Linked DNA regions of Sus scrofa: region 2 is linked to region 1. A link is a contact called in public Hi-C data. All regions are on one chromosome and are shown on one strand. Each heading gives the region's core, a stretch centred on a gene start, on an enhancer-like site or on the middle of the called end of the contact. The rest is flanking DNA. Distances are from core to core; before and after follow the strand shown. Region 1 overlaps ABCD3 (ATP binding cassette subfamily D member 3). Region 2 overlaps LOC102161678 (a long non-coding RNA gene).

Region 1 (4,936 bases), core at 1,074-3,573:
GCTAGTTTAGTAATTTTAAAATGCTATTTGTAGCCAGGTTGGCAAAAATATATACTTATGACTACATATGGCATATGGGGGAACAAAATCTGCCACTTCAAAATGTGCCTTTAGGCATAAAGATTATTTTAGGCTTTTTTTTTTTTTTTTTTTTTGGTCTTTTTTAGGATTGTACCTGTGGCATAAGCAAGTTCCCAGGCTAGGGGTCGAACTGGAGCTACAGCTACCAGCCCATACCACAGCCACAGCAATGCCAGAGCCGAGCCATGTCTGCGACCTACACCACAGCCCACAGCAATGCTGGATCCTTAAACCACTGAGCAAGGCCAGGGATTGAACCAGGGTTCTCATGCATACTAGTCGGATTCATTATTGCTGCGCCACAACAGAAACTTCAGGCTGATTATTTACAAGAAACAGAAGATTCAGGAAGTCTTTTTGGTTTTTTTGAGGGGGGCCATGCCCATAGCATGCAGAAGTTCCTGGGCCAGGAGTCAAATCCATGCCACAGCAGTGACTCAAGCCACAGGAGTGATGATGCTGGATCCTTAACCACTGAGCCACGAGGGAACTCCCAGGGAGTCTTTCTGCCTCCCCTGCAGTTGCCTAAAGAATAAGAAAAGGGCCTGCTTTTGGAATAGAGTTATGACCAAAGATATCTGAAAAGAAACCGGCTAAGTGTGGTGAGGTAACCAGGCAGGACCCAGAGATCAGAGTCCACTCTGTGTCCTGTGGTCTCCACGGGCCCAGCCAATATTTGTTTCCCAAACATCTGCTTTTCCATCTCCATGTGAATCACCTCCCTCCCCCGTGAAGTCCTAAACCTCTACCCAACATGCTCTTTGTCTTTAGCTGAGGATGGTGTTTAAAGTGAAGGCTTTGGCCATTTTGGTGACTTACTAAGCTCTCCTGGTCTCTCCCATGTATACATGTTATTAAAATTTTGTTTGATTTTCTCATGTTAATCTGTCTCATGTCAACTGAATTCTTAGACCAGCCGGAAGAACCTAGAAGGGGAGAGGAAAACGTCCCCCTAACAGCAGCAGCAAGAATGAATGACTGCTCTCCACCTCACAGACTTGCCAGCCTCCACCTTGAACAGTCCGCCCCCTCCAAAGCCCTAAGTCAGTACCAACAAGTAAGCCTGATGGACGTGAAGGATACTAAAATGAAGCATATTAAGAGACTCCCTTTTAGCAGAAGTATATGAATCTAAACATACTTTGGAAGAGGCAAAATGGAAAAGACAGAGAAATAAATCTACAATGTACCTTAGCAGCATGTTAGAAAAATGTGTTAATTTCTCAAATAAAACTGTTCTGTATTATGAATTCACAGTTTTTTAAAACTTTTAATTTGACCAGATATCAAAGATCTCATTCAGAGCAGAAGCTTTTAATGTTTTAAAATATTTATTTAGGAGAAAGTTAACAGTTAACTTTAAAATGCCTGTTTTCATAATCAGTGCACTTGGGTTAAGAGTGTTAGGAAGTTCCTTGTATTACTCTTAACAACTTTTCTGCAAGTTTAAATTATATCAAAATAGTGTGTTTTTTAAAAACGCTTCAGTTTTTTGTTTTTTATTTTTTTTCTACATTTTAACAATTTTTTTCATAACTAAATTTAAAAACCAAGTACCCAACAAGTTGATTACTCTAATAGAATTCTAAGTTGGCTCATGCTGATAGGGCTGGAGTAGGAGAGTTACACAGCAGGTGTACAGGTCCCGGGAGGGACCACAGACAGAGAGGGAGACCTAGGGAACTTTGGGAGACCACTGTAAGTTAATAATCGCTCAAGAAAGCCATCAGAATGTCATGGAACGAGGGAGGTCTTGCTTAACGGTAAAAGCACGAGATATGCCTCAGGCCACTAGGTGAAAGGTAAATGTGGCCTGCATTCAAGTTTGGCAAGATAACGATCTTTAGGACCGAGGACAGGAAGTTAAGGGATGGAGGACACACACGCCAAAGGAGGAAACCCGAGATGATCCAACATACTTCAGCACCTGTGACCACCTTCTGCTGATCTGAATAAGCACCGGGCCTAGTCGGAGCCCACAGGGAGGAGGAGCTAATGATGCAAGCCCGCCCTCTACTTGACGGACAAGGAAGAAGGCGGGCTTTTCACCCTCCCCACTCTCCTTAGATTATAAAAATGCAGCCCACCCAACCGCTCAGGGCAGGGCTTCTTTGCCTGCCCACTGCTATCTCTCACAAGCGTCCTCTTAATCTGTTTCTTGCCCATCATTTTGTCTCTCACTGAGACACAAAAACCTGAGCCTCAGTAAGGCCAGACACTGAGTGAGTGATTCTAATTAAATACCTGTGGGCTCAAGGCCCAGTCTGGGTTGAGTCAGAGGTGTTTTGGTTTCAATGCTATGTAGTAACTTTCCTCTTATCTATCATCACTAATCAAATTAATACACCACCTACTCTAAGTAATGCATTTTCTCCAGGGCATTCAGTCTGAGAAAATTAAAATAAGCATTTTATTTAATTAAAATTGGAAATCCCAGTTTAGAAAACTAATCTTTTAGGTTACAAAAATATGAAATCGCAAAATCTGAATAAAAGGTGGAAACTTTAAAAAAAATAATCTTCTATCCTATAGCATGACTGTGCAGGGTTCTTTGTATGTATTATGTGACTAATTCTATACAGTTATCTAATATAATGTTACATAATGTTACATAATAGATGTAACCTGTTATTTTTGTCACAGATAATTAATAATGCTATAGGTATGGAGCCCATATATCTATTAATAGATATGACATTTAAATAATAAGTCATCAAAGGAAAAAACAAACTTCTATAACCATGTCAAAGGACATAAACGGCTTCTCTATGCTAATTATACAAATGATGCAAATGACTTGATGCACAAAGCTCAGAGAACCAGAACTTGGCCATAAAACTGATCCTCCTAAAGCTGATGTGCTAAGAGCAATGAGCAAACACTTTAATTACACTTAGGCTTAACTCAGAATTTGTCAGAGGACACACACACACACAACTGACCACACTCCCCCGACAAACAGACAACACCCTTCAGGGAAACCAGACAATCCACAATCCCACAACCTGTCTCCTGATAAGTTAAATATCAACACATAGCCACAAGCGACTGCTTAAGGGAAGTTCTAACATGAGTGACGAAGATCAGAACAACAAAGGACAGTGAAAGTCACAGACTTGAAAGAGTGATTGCTACAAAAATGCACATTCATGCAAAAAAAAAAAGACAGCTCTTGGAAATAAAATTAAAACAAACAAAAACGTGGATAATAAAGTTAAAAGAACTTTCCTAGAATATAGAATAAAATGTCAGAGACAAAAATGGCAGAGAAATCATAAGATAATCAGACGATCAGTCCAGAGAGTCCAACACTCTGTAAGGATTCCAGAAAAAGCGCAGGGAAAAACAAAGAGAGAGGAAGAACTTTTTGAAAAACACAAAAAAATTTTCTCAGAATGAAGAGTTTCTAGATTGAAAAGAACCAACTTGGTTCCTAGTACAACCACCACAAATGAAAAAAAAAAAAAATTCACACCAACATTCAATGAAATTCCTAAACACCATCAATACATAATAGAGAAATAACAAAAGCTTCCAGAGTGGGTAAAAACAGATGGTGGCTAAGGCAGGGCAATTAGCACAGGAATGTACCTCAGCACCCAAGGCAGAAGCCAGAACAGTGGGGTTTTTCTGGGTTGTTTGATTTTTGCCTTTTCTAGGGCCTCACCCGCAACACCTGGAGGTTCCCAGGGTAGGGGTCTAATCAGAGCTGTAGCTGCTGGCCTAGACTACAGCTCCTGGCAACACCGGATCCTCAATCCCACTGATCGAGGCCAGGGATCGAACCCGCAACCTCGTACTTCCTAGTCAGATTCATTAACCACTGAGCCAGGACGGGAACTCCAGACCAATGGTTTTTAACCTTGGCCGAGCATTAGAATCGCCAAGGGGAGGGGCTTCAACCAGACTCTCTCGGGGGCGGGCCCAAGCATTCTCAAAATTCCCCACATGGTTCCAGTGATCCTCCAGCCAAGGCTGAGAACCCCTGAGCTCTTTAGAAGACAAGGATGATGCTTCCCAAGTTCTAACAGAAAGTGATGTTCAACTCGGAATGTGCATAAATACAGCTAAATTACCAATCAAGTGAGTACAGGACTTTATCAGATGTACAAGTTCTCAAATTTTTACTTCCTTTGTACCCTTTTCTCAGAAAAAGACTGCACCTGCCAAACAGAAAAGTAAACTGAGGAAGAAGAAAACAAAAGATCCAAAAAGCAGGAGTTACGTAACGCAGGAGAGAAAGATGGAAAAAAATCCCAAGATGATGATAAAAGTAAATTCAAACATGACTGCTATTTAGTGGAGCTAAAGTGCAATCAATCCTAATGAGAGCAGGAAGACAAAAAACCAACAAGTGGTATGGGGCGGGGTGGTAATAAAGATAGAAATAAGTTACCTGCATGTTTGACATATTATAATACGGAGATTTCATAGTGTTGTCAATAAGCCTGAGCTGAATTAGTAGGAGGCAGGCAAAAAATTAAAGCACACAAAAACTTGTAATTTATAATGCTGGGAAAAACAAAAAGATGTATATAAAAGAAACTACCGGAGTTCCCGTCATGGCTCAGTAGTTAACGAATCCGACTAGGTACCAAGAGGTTGTGGGTTGGATCCCTGGCCTTGCTCAGTGGGTTAAGGATCTGGCGTTGCCGTGAGCTGTGTTGTAGGTCGCAGCGTGGCTTGGATCCCAAGTTGCTGTGGCTGTGGCATAGGCTATAGCTCCAATTAGACCCCTAGTCTGGGAACCTCCATATGCCGAGGGTAAGGCCCTAGAAAAGGCAGAAAGACCAAAAAAAAAAAAAAAAAAGAAACTACCAAAGAAGAGCGTGTGGCTCAGCTGTAAACAACAGTC
Region 2 (4,936 bases), core at 1,060-3,559, 86 kb after region 1:
GGAATGCATTATCCCCATGGGTGGGTTATTCTTAAGGGCAACCAGTTACTTTTGAGAATCTTTTGAGAATTATGCTCTATATGCCTCAAAACTATTCACTTGGGGAGGAAGAGGGAAGCATTTATCCATAGCTTCCTGACCTCTCTTGGACACGGTTCGATACTTGGAGAGTTAACTACTCTTCGGAGGACTGGTCCCCAGGGGTCTCCCTTGTGTTAGCAGGAGAGAAGATCTGACAAAGCTGGTTGAAGCTTGAGAGGCTCTGGTCATGGCAGCACGGCTGTTTACAAGAGGGGCCTGATACAGTCAGGCCCCCTGACCACATTAAGCCCAGACAGGTAGGGTTTTATTTTAGTATTATTATTATGTTGCTTTTGAGGGCCACACCGGCAGCATAGGGAAGTTCCCAAGATAGGGGTCTAATCAGAGCTGTATCCACCAGCCTACACCATATCCACAACAATGCAGGATCCTTAACCCACTGAGTGAGGCCAGGGATCGAACCTGCATCCTCATAGATACTAGTTGGAGTTGTTTCTGCTGAGATACAACTGGAACTTGAGGTGTGTTTTTAAAGGGAAGCTAGGGAAAGAGATCTCACTAAGGCCTCCCACCCCTGCTATCCAGAACTTTCTTCTGACTTCAAATTCAATACAAATACTCTGTCCACAGTTTAAACTCATTTCCTAAAGAATATTATAGTAAACGAGAAAGCAAAAAAGTCGCAAGGATGGCACATCGCACATATATATTTATATTAAAAACACTTATTGTGTCATTGTCACATATAGGGGAGCAAAATTTGCCTCCCTAAAATGTCTCTTTGGCATGCTGGTTATTTTGAGCCGAAGACAGTCAGGAAATAGAAGACTCAGGAGGTTTTTTCCTGGAGTCCCTGTTGGCCTAGTGGTTAAGGATTCAGCATTGTCACTGCTGGGGCTCTGGTTTGGTTGCATGCCTTGGGCATGGCCAAAAAAAAAAAAAAGAAAGGGAAGTCTTTCTTTTGCCTCCCCGTTACCTGCCTAAAGAATTTAAGTAAAGGCCTGCTTTTGGAATAGAGTTATGACCAAAGATATCTAAAAAGAAACCGGCTAAGTGTGGTGAGGTAACCAGGCAGGACCCAGAGATCAGAGTCCACTCTGTGTCCTGTGGTCTCCACGGGGCCCAGCCAATATTTGTTTCCCAAACATCTGCTTTTCCATCTCCATGTGAATCGCCTCCCTCCCCCGTGAAGTCCTAAACCTCTACCCCGACATGCTCTTTGTCTTTAGCTGAGGATGGTGTTTAAGGTAGGAGTTTAATTGGCTCAGTTTTCTTTTCTTCTCTTTTTTTTAAATAATGATTTTTATTTTTTCCATTATAGCTGGTTTACAGTGTTTTGTCAATTTTCTCCTGTACACACATGTATACATTATTTGTGCTCACATGATCATACTCAATCATAAGTGACCAGATACAGCTCCCAGTGCTATTACTCAGTTTTCCTGAGTCACTCCCATGTGCACAAGTTATTAAACTTCTGTGTGATTTCCTTCTCTTAATCTGTCTCATGTCAATTTAATCCTTAGACCAGTCAGAAGAACCTAGAAGGGGAGAGGAAAATTTCTTCCTCCCCAGGCATGACAAGAAAGGAAATCCATCCTTCTGAAAGATATTTACAACTTTAGCATTATACCTTTTTCAGTGTAAGTGACAATTTACTTATGTGGAAGTAGGAGACGTAGTCTAGGAAAAGTTAGAGATAACATATGACAGTGATATTTCTTTTACTGGTTTTTTGTTTGTTTAAATTAGGAGTTCATCAGTTCTCATTTAGAAACTCATTTTTAAGAACTCTAACTAAGAAACTTGGGGCTAACTCCACTTCAAGATAATATAATAAATGATATTACAGGAGTTCCCATCGTGGCACAGTGGTTAACGAATCCGAGTAGGAACCATGAGATTGTGGGTTCAATCCCTGCCCTTGCTCAGTGGGTTAATGATCCGGCATTGCCGTGAGCTGTGGTGTAGGTTGCAGACAGGGCTCAGATCCCGTGTTGCTGTGGCTCTGGCATAGGCTGGCAGCTACAGCTCTGATTAGACCCCTACCCTGGAAGCCACCATATGCCGCGGGAATGGCCCAAGAAATGGCAAAAAGACAAAAATAAATAAATAAATAAATGACATTATAGAATTGGAGACTTGTGTCATAAGAGATTCATTTCAGAGATTTCAACAGAAAACAGCAATATTGAGAGAGGTCTGGGAAGTGGTGATTTATCCAGTGAAGAAAGCCCTTTGGAACTTGCTATGCTTAAGAATCGTGTCAGCTTATTACCCCATAGAGCAAAGTTCATGTCCTTATTTTAACTAAGTCTCTCTCCACAGCCTGTGTATTGAAACAAATGCAGGCACAAAGATCAGAGCTACAAAATATGTGAAGCAAAAACCGATAGGCCTGGAAAAGAATTAGACAAGTTCACAAGTACAGTTGGAGACTTTGACACCCCTCTCTCAACAATGGATCGAATAACTAGCCAGAAAACTAGGTAAGATGCAGAACTCCACCAGAGGGTCAACCAACAAGATCTGACGGATATTTACAGAACCCTCCACTCAACTGTAGTAGAATACAGATTCTCCTCAGGTACGCGAGGAACATACACCACGAAAGAGGGTGCCTAGAGTGGTAAGGGCACTGCACGCCCGTTAAAATGGCCCCAATCCAAAAACTGACAACACCGAATGCTACTGAGTAACAGGAGTTCCCCAGAAGGCTGTACACCTGGGCGCTGGAGGCAGGCGACCTGGATTGAAACCTGCCTCTGCCACTTCAGGAATATGTGACCTCGTCCCAGTCATCAGCCTCGCAGAAATGCAAACTCTCCATCCTTACAGCTGTTGCAGTTCTCAAGCTACTGTGTGTTTTCACAAGCAGCACATGCATGTAACCAGCCCCTTGATCATGAAACAGAACTTTTCCCAGACTTTGGACATCTTTGTGCTCCCTTCTTGTCATTATGTGCCAAACGACCAACCATCCTGACGTCCAAGGGCACAGATGAGCTGTGCCTGCTTGGTACCTCGTGCCAATGGAAGGCTGCCGCGCATGCTATTACGTATTTGACATCTTGCCTTACCATCATGTTCTGAGATTCATCGCCTGCATGTAATAACAAATGATCATTTCTTTGCTCCTATTACTGTATAGTATTCTGTTGTGTGAACATTCCGCGATGTAATTATAGCTTAGTTCTTGATGGGCATATAGGATCAGAGTGTCGTTCTGGGGATCGAACGGTAGGCACTGAACTGGACGAAATGAACACACCCATGTAACCACAAGTCACCATGCCCCCAAAGGACACTGCTATTTTAATCTCAAATATTACATAATTTTTAAAAGCAGTACCTGATTGTTATTGTTGAGGTCAGAAGAGATCAGAAGTTATTTTTTCTCTTTAGCAAGAGTTGTGTCAGGAAATCGCTTGAGATCGGTGCGGGCAGGTTCTCACTCTGAGAGAGGGCGTTAGAGCCTTGAAACCCCTCGTGCAAGGGTGAGGCTAGGGCCTTGCTGAAGCGTCCATCACTTTAAACCTCGGAGAGTAACTTTCTGAGTGTGGGCCGAGGCCCCTGGGCCTCAAAAGGTGGCCAGCACTTTAAAAGGAGTAATCTTTATCCCTGCTGCCCAAGGAAATGGGGCATATTCAGACTGCCTGTGACTTGGAGGCCTAAATAGAAAAACTGGCCAAAGTTTAGAGCGGTGGCTTTCAAACTACAGGTGTTAATCACTAAGGCATCACAACCAGTGCTTTTTAATAAAATGGCAAAATAGAGTAGAGGAAAAATATGGATCCTATGTACTAAGGTTAACTTCTGTGAAGCTTTTGTTTCATATTCACCTATATAAGCGTGTGCTGAATGTGGGTTTGTGTGATCACATGTAGCGAGTTGAGTCAATGGGTCCAGGGGGAGGCCGGAGGTTCAGGGGTCAGATCTGAAGTGCTTCTAGGGCTAGCTGGTGGCCCCGAACATGGCTGTCCATGAGATCTGAAAGTGGGATCATTCTATCTGTCTATCTATCTATCATTGATCGATCTTTCATTGATCCATCGATCTATCAACTTCCTACTTGCTCTCCACCTACTTACTTATCAAAAGCTAACAGTGAAGTATAAATACAGGCAAATTTCTACAAAAAGCAGATGCTATAAAAGCAGATGCTCAATATATATTTGTTGAATGAATAAATGTACTTTCCATTCATTCTAAACTCCATGAGAACAGAGACTTTGTCTGTTTTTGTTGAGTATTGCATTCCTAGTATACAAATACAATAGGATCTTTAAAATGTTTATTGTTTCAATGAAGAATGTTTTTTCTTTATATTAAACATGAGTTGCTTTTTAAAAATTGAAATATAGTCAACATACAATGTTATATTCGTTCCAGGTGTGCTCCATATTGACTTGACATTGGCATACAGATTTGTAAATAATGCTGCTACGAACATTGGGGTATGTGTATCTTCTTGAATTAGTATTTTTGCTTTCTTTGGGTAAATGTCCAGAAATGACATTGTTGGATCATAGGGTAGTTTATGTTTAATTTTTTGAGGAGCTTCTGTACTGTTTTCCATAGTGGCTGCTATGGAATTTACAACTTCACTCACAGTTCGTGAGCGTTCCCTTTTCTCCACATCCTCACCAACACTTGCTATTTGTTGTCTTTTTGATGAGAGTCATTCTGACAGGTGTGTGATGGCATCTCAATGGGGATTTAATTTTCATTTCCCTGATGACTAGTAACACTGACATCTCTTCATGTGTCTGTTGGCAATCTGTATATCCTCTTTTTTCTTCCTGTCTTTTAGGGCGGCACCCATGACATATGGAAGTTCCCAGGCTAGGAGTCAAATTGGAGCTGCAGCTGCCAGCCTACACACAGTCATAGC

The links. Hi-C and Micro-C count contacts between places; a contact is called where the count stands out from the background.
Region 2: a contact with region 1 is called in a Hi-C map of liver, with 10 times the contacts expected there. The contact joins two enhancer-like sites. A contact is called at or near these places in 3 of 5 promoter capture datasets (fetal liver, fetal skeletal muscle and liver) and 11 of 47 Hi-C or Micro-C datasets (blood, embryonic fibroblasts, epiblast stem cells and 4 more).

Annotation. Positions count from the first base shown.
Region 1 is chr4:122,886,293-122,891,228 of Sscrofa11.1, forward strand. The region is part of intron 4 of ABCD3 (ATP binding cassette subfamily D member 3); the gene reads right to left. Among named protein-coding and RNA genes, the nearest start is that of ABCD3, 41 kb to the right of the region's middle. Within about 2 kb of position 2,324, at least 7 of the 83 cell types and tissues checked have an H3K27ac peak or open chromatin away from gene starts, as enhancers often do. A contact at or near this core is called in fetal liver and liver, where this site is marked.
Region 2 is chr4:122,971,807-122,976,742 of Sscrofa11.1, forward strand. All of the region lies in intron 2 of LOC102161678 (a long non-coding RNA gene), which reads right to left. LOC106510223 (a long non-coding RNA gene) reads left to right here. Exons shown (of 2, transcript XR_001308524.2): 1 at 1-1,289; 2 at 2,371-3,180. Among named protein-coding and RNA genes, the nearest start is that of ABCD3, 45 kb to the left of the region's middle. Within about 2 kb of position 2,310, at least 6 of the 83 cell types and tissues checked have an H3K27ac peak or open chromatin away from gene starts, as enhancers often do. A contact at or near this core is called in fetal liver and liver, where this site is marked.